Linked DNA regions of Rattus norvegicus: region 1 is linked to region 2. The links are chromatin contacts, called in public Hi-C maps. All regions are on one chromosome and are shown on one strand. The core of a region is the stretch at or near the end of the contact, and the rest is flanking DNA. Distances in the headings are between cores, read along the strand shown.

Region 1 (4,977 bases), core at 1,628-4,127, 170 kb after region 2:
ATGAATAGACATACGTGTGGATGGAACACTCATACACGTGAAAGAAGTAATTATGTTTAAAGAAGTGTTTAACTTTGCAGACCTCTGTAACATTGTTCATCTTGCTCAGATTACTCCGTGGTTTTAAGAACAGACTTCACACTTCTTTGGGGATTTCTAAGCGAGCAGCTGGCTTACATTATAGGCAATTCCACAAATCTCTTGATTCCCTGAAAACAGATGCCTTCTTGTGTAACCCAGAACTCACAGGTGTAATTACCTGTAAGACACTGTGAGCATCAACTGACAGCATCATTCAGAAAGGGTGTAAGCCCTTTGCATCACCCGTGAAATCAGGAATGCAGGACCCTTCCCAGCCCATACTGCTCCTCTCACACCCACCCCTGGCTTCACCTTTGCTCTTTTATCTCAGTTTTTAAACAGGATTTCTAGGCTATGAAATACATGTTCATCATAGGAAACTTGAGTAATAAAAATAGAAGGAAAAACACCCATAATTCTATGAATTTCCCCCTCTAGGATATTGATTAAACAATTACAAACCGAACAAAGGATTTTACGTATTTTTTTCAGTGTTAGAGAGAAAACATGTCTTTAAAAATTCATTCAGACGCTGCATAACTTCGGTTAATATACAAGAACTGTTTAAATGGTCAGTTGCATTAAAGATCTTTAGTAGGAGACCAATAGACACAGGGCTCAGCAAATATGGATTACTTCAGAAACTAAACTCTACATTAGGTGTTTCTTTCTTTAATAGAGGTGCACATGAAAGCAATCAAGCCTTTATAAAACATATCCAATGATACAACCTTCTGTCAACCATGATAGTAAAATATCATCGCTCCGTCTTTGTAGAACAAGGTCTAAAGTTCATTGCACAGATGTTGGGTGGTTCTGAGAGTTGAGTGGATTTGAACTTTATCTTATTACCCTTCTCTCTCCTGCTTCCTTGCCTGGGAAATCTAAAGTCCTGCCTCTCTCTTCCTGCCCAGCCACTGGCTGCTGGCCATTTTATTTCCCAATCAGAACCAACTGGGGTCAGGGACCCTCAGCACAGACATGTGGCTCCCCTGTGATTTCCAGAGCCAAATTAACACAAATAGCATTAGAACCAATCTACAACATATCCCGTCTGAAAATTCCCAGAATTCCAAACCACACAGTCGCAGAAACTATCTGCTGCTGGAAAGACCACGCCCCTGCTACCACAAGAGTCAAATCATAGTCAACAGCCCTGAAGTCACCCTGTATCTCCACCCCTGGGATTAAGACGAAAACATGTTCCTATGTGTTTTTAAAATAAGCCAAAATTCCAGACTTCTCATTATAAAACTATAACTTTGTGTCTCGTTTGACTCCATGAGTCTCACTGGGCTAGATGTCTTAATAAACATATTTTGAATCCCTTCTAAAACCCAGCTACAAAGCCATTTCCTTCCATTTCTTCCTCTTGACATTCATGTATGTGAATTTTCCTTTTGACTGTGTGACCTAAAGCTTCTTGGGAAAAACACGCCTTTATTAAAGATTCCGAGCTTCTGTAATTGTTGGTTAGAATGTTACAGATCAAAGGACGAAATTATCTTAGGCTCTCTTCAGTCCTCTTGATATCCATTTACCACTTGCCTCTGTATCTGATCATTCCATTCAGAAAACACCTTTGGAATCTGTTAGGTTAGCCGATTGTGGCTTTCACCAATCCACCAACCCAAAGCTATTATACCCTCATACAGCATTTGAGACCTATGGCAAAGGTGTCCCTGCCTTGCTGTGACCTGCCTACCTGGTGTCCTCACTAATGGATTTAGTAGACGCATTGATTTATGGCTATCTTGCACCCTCTAGTAATACAAATTCATATTGCCACTTTGATGGCGGAACAGATTACCTGGATAACCTGAATCTATCTTTCCCGCTTTGGGGACTCATAGTTAGCTCAGAATAAATCCTTTCTCACTCCCTTTGGGAACGAGGTTTCTGATGGAGTTACAGACGTGAGCCACCATGTGGGTAAAGGGAAATGAACCGGGGTCCTCTGCAAGAGCAGTGAGTGTTGGTAACCGCTGAGACATCTGCAGACCCACCGCCCTTCACCAGAAAGATGAAAAGGTTAGGGTGGAATATAAGCCCACACTCATGAAATAACAGGGACGTTCAAATATAGCTGGAGGTGGGAGAGTCTGATGAAACCTCTTTGGGAATGTGTTCGTAGATCCCAATAAAATCGGTCTTACACACCACTCCACTCAGCACTTCTCCGGCACACTCTCAACATAAACGTGAATGTTACACTTGACAAAAAGGTGTATGTTATACTCAACATAAACATATGCTTACCAACAAGCATTTTCACCAACAGTGGCACCTGTCATAACTGCTCCTACGTAGAAACTACACAGAAACTTATCAACATAGACAAACTTGGTGTGATCATAAAATAAAAAGAAGATTCATACAAATGTTGACATCAAAGTCAGATTTTCTTTTTAAACTTCAGTGTGCGATTAGTGTACTATAAAGTTGCTTCATAAGCAACTGAGAAAACGTAGCTCCTGGAGATGCTGATACGGTTGACTGACTTGGGTGCTGGTACATCCGATTGTGCTTTTCTTTATATGGCTATTACGGTTTGTTCTGGGTTTTAAGGATTTTGCAATGTAGTCCAGGCTAGCCTGATCTCCTGTCTCTGCCTGAGTGCTAAAATGATACATCTTAAGGGAGAGCAGGGAACGGCTGATGTTTTTAGTTTTTAAGTCACCCATATTCCAGAAACAACTGCTCTCAATACTTTTGAGTTATTTTCCTGTCTTCTGAAGCAGGTTTGCTTGTCTCATCCACCCTGGCCTTACTCCAGATTTTATGTACCGATAGAAAGGAACCTACTGGGTCAAGCGCATTCTTTAAGATTTATGTTTCTTTTCCATTTCCCTCTAGAAATGGCGCACCAATTTTACGGAAAAACTGCCTTGGTGTGAGAGCTCCTTGTGGCTCAGCTCAGGACCAAATGGCTTATTACTTGTGATCATCTTAAGACGCTGCAGCTTTAAAGCAAGACGGAGGAACCCTCCATTTTCAGCAGCACTAGGCCACATTCGGCAGCGGGCCGGTGGCTCCCGCTCGCCTCTCCGCGGAGAAGGCTCTGGAGGACTCTGTTCCGCGCCGGGCAGCCCAGGAACCAGGTCCCCAGCGGCCAGCACAGCCCTGTTGCCAAGGGAACCGCCACGCGCCGCTGAGCTGGCCCACTAGCGGGAACGTGAGGGGATAGGCCCGGGCAGGCCAGACATGGAGCTGCCGGACCCTGTTCGTCAGCGCTTGAGCAACCTCAGCCTCACCATGTTCGGCGACTCCAGCCGTACCGGGCCAGAGTCCAGTGAGGCCGCGGGTGAGTGGCAAGGGGCCCCACGCGGAGGTGTGGTTCGCGGGCGGGCGGCCGCATAGGCCGTGCCCGGGTCAAAGATGGCGGCCACGGCTTCAGCCAGGGTACTGTCCTGGGTTAGGAGACCGCGACCCTGTGGCGGACCCGGGAGACCACGAGCTTCAGTAGCCACAGCTACTGCACCCGGTGGCGCTGTCGCCGAGCGGATTGGGAGGCAGAGTGCATAGCAGGAACGCCTTCTCCCACAAGCCGGTCCCCGCTACGTGAAAGCAGTCCGCTCGCAGGCCAGGGTGGGGAAGAGGCTTCCCGCTCCCACCCTGCACAAAACCGGGCTGTGTCCAAACTCCTAGCAGAGCAAGCACGTTCCTCACCAGCCACTGGCAGCGGCCAAGCTAACATGGCCTTCCTCTGCCTGTTCCTTTCTCCCTGTATAAAAAACTCTCTCCCTCAATCTAATAACGAAATACCACCGAGTTGACCCCAGTTTCTGCCTCCTCAATCAGGACGACAGCGTACATGATTTTCACCTTTGAACTCAAGAAAGTGGAAATCCGTCTTGATTTGGGCTTTTTTTATTTTTATTTTTTAAAGGGGGTATTGGAAAACAAAGCCACTTCTCATCATTGCATTTTGTCACCTTGGTCATTTGTGTAATTTAGGTTATGTAGGGGAAAACCTGAAAAAAATTAGGATTTTATGTTTCTGATTTAAAGTGCGAGCCTTACCGTGCAGAGCCTCAACAACCTAGATAGTAGCAAGGCTGACTATGCATTTACTCCCAGCACTCAGTGGGCAGAGGCCAGCCTAGTCTTCAGATCAAGTTCCAGGACAGCCAGGGCTATACAAAGAAACCCTGCCTTGGGGGAAAAAAAGTCATTCCTATATTTGGGATAATTTAGGATAGTTTAAGAAATCAAAGCAAGAAAAACAGACCACAATAGTCAGCCTTGCTCTTAAAACTTAGTTTCCTTCTAGAGACCATGATTTTTTTTTCATTAATTTGTTTTATTTTATGTGCATTGGCTTTTATGCTTGTGTGCCTGCATGTACACCTGTGTTACAGACAATTGTGAACTGCCATGTGGTTGCTGAGAATTGAACACAGGTCCTCTGGTTAGAGCAGTCAGTGCTCTTAACAACTGAGCCATCTCTCCAGTCCCCTACCCCATGATTGTTTTAAAAGTATTAACCGTCAATTAAAAAAAACTATGCAGAGAAAAACAAAAATCAGTTTCAGTGGAAATTCTCATTATCTTCCTAAATTCTTACATTTAGAACAACCAATTTAAAATAAGAATGTAGTTAAATTATAATGTATTTTAGGGCTCAATTTTTATAATCAAATTCTTGTTGAAGGACCTTTTGTTTTCTTTTTTTTTCTCTCTCTCTCTCTTTTTTCTTTTTTTCGGAGCTGGGGACCGAACCCAGGGCCTTGTGCTTCCTAGGCAAACGCTCTACCACTGAGCTAAATCCCCGGACCTTTTCTTTTATACAAAAGCAAAAGATGTTGGGTAACCAGTCTAGTAAGTAGAATGTGTGAGTCACAAATGGCCACCTGTATGGCAGCATGCTTTTGAAAATCAGTTCTTTTTGCTTCT
Region 2 (4,754 bases), core at 982-3,481:
AAATGGAATTATTTCCTTGTAATAGTGCTTAGCCGTTATAATAAACCAAAATTCAAAACACTTAAGATCACCTTTTTCCCCCTCAGTATATAAGGATTCTCATTTCTTATCGTTCCCAGCAGTAAAAGAAAGCCCTAAATTTACTTTCCTCAAATGGAAAGAGAACAGGCAAATGACAGACCACTGCTACTAATTGCTTCCCCAAGTCCTGCCAAGAAATGTATCCCATTAGGCAATTAAGAGAAAATACAGTTGCCTGACTAAGCACTTCACAAGAGAATGTCTAAGGTTGTGTGTGCACTGGCATTCCATTATTCAAATACTGAAAAATTCTCTAAGCAAAAAAAAAAAAAAAAAAAAGAACAAAACAAAACTTTTCTATAGCCAGTCTATAGAATAAAAATTTCTATGTTGAGACGTGTCACGTTAAAATATATGCACACTCATTCTCTTTTTGAAGTCATAAAAATAAAAGTTATTCTCGCACCAATGATACATGACCAGAAGACCAAACTACGCTTCTTAGGTGTGTTCTCGGTTGCGGTCCTCTGAGACACTCTGGAACGGGGTAACTGAAATCCACAGGGACCGTGCCAGCAGCAACAGCACACACACAGTACTTGTTAGAGTGCCTGCACCTTGCCCGGTTTCTACACACTGTGTACCACTGCAAGGCAAACTGGCTACAAAAGACCCACGGTCCGAGCTTCAAGGTGGTTAGGCAACAAGACCTCAATCTACCCCTAAGCCAATCTTACCATTTCTTCGTACATTCAACCATCAGCTCCTGGTAGGAGGCCACGAACTGGAACTTGGATGCGTGTTTTCCCACACGCTGCAGTCGCTTCCAAACTGAAGCCATGGTGATAGGTCAGTAGACTGGAACAGCTCTGGAGCAGAAGCAGCACAGCAGCTCTAATACAGCAGAGGGTCCAAAGCACAAGCGCTCTGCATGTATGTCTGTGCTTTCAACAAAAAAAACTATAACTTGAGATGACGCTTGGAGTCCATAGGTCTTCTCCCTGTTTCACAGGGTCAATCCTATCTTAGATGAACGGCCCAGTCAAGAACAGTTGATGTACAGGACAGGATGACTGAGAGGAGGTTCCCTCATGGAGACATCACCATTCCACCTCAGGGGCTATATATATGACGTGGATTCTGGAGAACTGAAAAGCAAAACACAGACAAAAAGAGAAAGAATATGAGGACAGAAGCATGAGAAGTGTTAGATAAGACGGCAACAACCTCTGTTATCTGCATGGTTTTCAAACAATGAAACAAAACACCGGCCTCAAAAGCCAGTAACATCAAGGATGCAAGATACCAGGGAAGAAATGACAAATCACACTGAAAACAGGCGGCAACACACCAGGTTGTCAGCACCAACAATTGAGAGATGCCAGTCGGGCCCTGCCTACCCTACCTAGCATCGCAGGGAGAACAGGGCGGGAAAGTCGGTGATGCTGATTGATATCTACCACCAGTTAGGAGGAGTGGAGTATTTTTTAAATAAACTTTATTTTTCAGTCGATAATTAATAGCCTTGAGCCTCAGAATGTGTGCTTAGAACAACCCGGGTTGCAGGGAGAAATGCTGGTTCAGTAGGATAGGGAAATGGATGGAGAACTAGGAGTGGAGGGAAATCTCACGGCACAGGGAGGGCAAGGTCCCAGCTCCAGGCCACTTTGCTTCCCCTTCACCTTGGCTGCCAGGAGGAGGGGAATGGAAACTCCTGCCTGGGCTTGAAGCGATGACCAGCCTGGCCAACGGGCAGTGCGGGGTGCAGTGCCTCCCTCCCCCATCAGGGACAGCCGGCCTGAGCCTCATCTCCTCACGCACCGAGTGCAGACCCCTGCCTCCGCACAGACAGGCGTTGCCAGCCGCGGTCCCTGTCACCCAAACCTTGCCGTTAGATACCAGCCTCTGTCCCCGAACCCCAACCCCTCCGCCTGTCCACTCCAAGCCCTCCTCACACCTCTAATCCCGCTGTCCCCTCCTTAGAGCAGCTCTTCGGTCGCCGCCGCCTCAGAAGCAGCCGCCGCCACCGAGTCCTCCATCCCCGCTGGAGCCGCGTGGAACAGCGAAGCCCGGCGCGGCGCTCCTTTGCGGGAGCCGGGGTCTGCAGCTTCCCGGGGGGACGACGCCCGCCCCCTCCCGGCGCAGCGCCCCCTCCCCGGCGGAGCGCCCTGCGATCGCCCGCCCGCCCTAGCAAGCCCTGCCAGAGCCGCGGCTCAGCGCCCAGATCCCCCTCCCCCGCCTTCCCCGGCCGCCACCACCACCATTACCTCCCCCGCCGCACCTCTCACACTAACCCTACCCACGGCGACTCAACCTCGGTCCGCCCCGCCACCATTGGCCGAATCTGAGGGAGCCCCGCCTCCTTTGTGGGCGGGACTTAAGTCTGGAGGTGCGTCCCATTGGTAGATCTTCATGCCGATCACAAGGGCTCCACCCCCAGACCGCGAGGGGTTTTTTTTCATGAGGTGGAACCCGCTGGGTCTACCCTTTTCCTTAAAAAAAAAAAAAAAAAATTGTAAATCACGAAGGACAATCCCGCCCATTCCCTGGAATGGTTGGGAGGACAGCGGAAGGCGGGAAGAGTAAGGATGTTTATAGTGAACTGGAAAGCGATTGCTGTAGGTAGCTGTCCGTCAAAGGCACCGTGGCTGCAGGGCAGGGTTTCTGGCTTCTGCTGTAGGAACCGTGCGGAGTCTGACTCTAGCGGCTGCCAGGGACATTGAGGTGCTGTGGTTTCTCTCCTATTCTCTTCCATCCCCACCCACGAGCTGAGTGCTCCTCTCCTGCGCCACTAGCAGCCAGCGATTTTGCACGCGCAGCCTTTATTTCACTCAATTCTTTCCGAGTTTTTCCCCTGACCTTGCCAGGCTCCTGACCCAGGTTCAAGGAGGGCTGAGCTGGACATAAAATGTTTACAGTACAGTCTCTTCTTGTTCTCATTCTCAGCATTTCTTTGAATCTTACATTGTCGTGTTCCTTTGAGGTCTCATTATCCCCTGGTATGAGCTGTGGGTGGATTAGGGAGTGGTTGGCTATATGGTGGTTAAAGGCTAGGGAGAGGACAAAACAACTTAATAGTTTGAGAGCAGTGGTGTTTACGTCTATTAAAAGAGTCAAAGTCTCGGGCAGCTGACATGCCAGAGGTTACCCTCGAACTCATGATCTTCCTGCTTCAACATCCAGGTTACTGAGATCGCTGGGGTTTTAGGTACACCCTTATCGTCACAGGCGTGAAGCTCGGCCCGGCTACAAGATCCATTTTGAGGTTGTGAAAGCTATAGATACTTTCTCAAGGGGCAGGAAACATCCATTCTGTACCAAAAACACAAAAATTTTCTTTCAGCCTTAGACGTTTCACAGACCTCGGATATAGAGAAAGAACGAAGGATAAAATTACAACTTTTCAGGACTTAACAGTAAAGTCAGATTAACTGAGAATGGGCCTACGGATGTGCCTAAGAAAGGGGTGGGAGGGTATGAGAGAGAAGGGGAGTGGGGGAGACAGAAGAGGGCAGGGAAAGGAAAGGGGAGGGGAGAGGAGAAGAAAAGAGGGGGAGCTGAGAGGGAATGGTCAAAAAAGTAAAACTCAGCAATTCCTCAGCAAGGAATGAGATCCTCAGCAGAGTTTGGGAAGGAAGGAGGTGGAAGCAAGTGTGGAAAAGGCAAAATACACATTCTTTTCAGGCTACTTCCTAGCTGTATTAAAGTTGGAGGCAAATTTGTTAAACTGACTTTAAAATTTTTGGTGTTCTGGGGAGGATGCTTTGGAGGAGGGGAAAAGAGGAGGTTGTGAGACCGATGTATAGAGTAGGAAGCATGAGTCGGATGGTATACACCCAGGAGACACAGAGGGGAGGCTTGAACCCAGTACCTAATTCCATTTCGACTCTCAGGAAAAGAGAGTTGTCTAAGAAAAAGTACATCTTATAGCAAATGGGGCAGATATCGCTTGTTTTGCTACAGTCTTAATTCAAGCAAAACGATGTATTCTTATTTTATATACATTATAGAGTTCTCAGACTCTATATCATTATGCCATTATGATCTAAGTAATATGTTCTCCTTCGTTAATAGGTATTGTGTGTATAGACCTTTTCAATGGATAATTTATAGAAGTGGTCATAAACTATGTTCATCTAAATCTAAGAACTCACATGATAATCAGGGTTTTTTAGACTCTCCTTACTATTCTTTATCATAAATACTCAAATGTTCTAATGTGGACAGTCTGGTCTAGTTTATTATCCTTTCTCTTCCTTAAAGGAAGAGGGTACATAAAGAGGGTACTTCATTGTAAAGAAACTATCTAAAGAGCAATGTTCCGAATGAGAGGAAAGAGGGGGGGTGGAGGAGGGAGGGGAGGAAGGAAGGAGGGGTGGAGGAGGGAGGAGAGGAAGGAAGTAGGGGTGGAGGAATGGAGGAGGGAGGAGAAGGAGGGAGGGGTGGAGGAGGGAGGGGAGGAAGGAAGGAGGGAGGGATGAGGAGGGAGGGGAGGGAAGGAGGGATGGAGGAGTAGAGGAGGGAGGAGAAGGAAGGAGGGATGGAGGAGGGAGGGGAGGAAGGAGGGAGGGGTGGAGGGTGGAGGGGAGGAAGGAAGGAGGGATAGAGGAGTGGAGGAGGGAGGGGAAGGAGGGAGGGGTGGAGGAGGGAGGGGAGAAAGGAGGGAGGGGTGGAGGAGGGAGGGGAGGAAGGAGAGAGGGAAACAGATCTATACAGCTCTTCCCTCGAGGTGT

Evidence for each region. Hi-C and Micro-C count contacts between places; a contact is called where the count stands out from the background.
Region 1: a Hi-C map of kidney shows a contact between it and region 2, with 2.5 times the contacts expected there. The contact joins the promoter of Tmem17 here to the promoter of Ehbp1 in region 2. A contact is called at or near these places in 5 of 12 Hi-C or Micro-C datasets (Schwann cells, frontal cortex, kidney and 2 more) and 1 of 1 datasets of contacts at active chromatin or transcription factors (oligodendrocytes).

The regions. Positions count from the first base shown.
Region 1 is chr14:100,716,795-100,721,771 of GRCr8, forward strand. It overlaps Tmem17 (transmembrane protein 17), which reads left to right and starts at 2,878. Exons shown (of 4, transcript NM_001010961.2): 1 at 2,878-3,385. The coding sequence starts at 3,286. It overlaps Trnap-agg86 (transfer RNA proline (anticodon AGG) 86), which reads right to left and starts at 4,857; the gene lies at 4,783-4,857.
Region 2 is chr14:100,544,348-100,549,101 of GRCr8, forward strand. It overlaps Ehbp1 (EH domain binding protein 1), which reads right to left and starts at 2,232. Exons shown (of 25, transcript NM_001305130.1): 1 at 1,979-2,232; 2 at 759-1,169. The coding sequence starts at 862.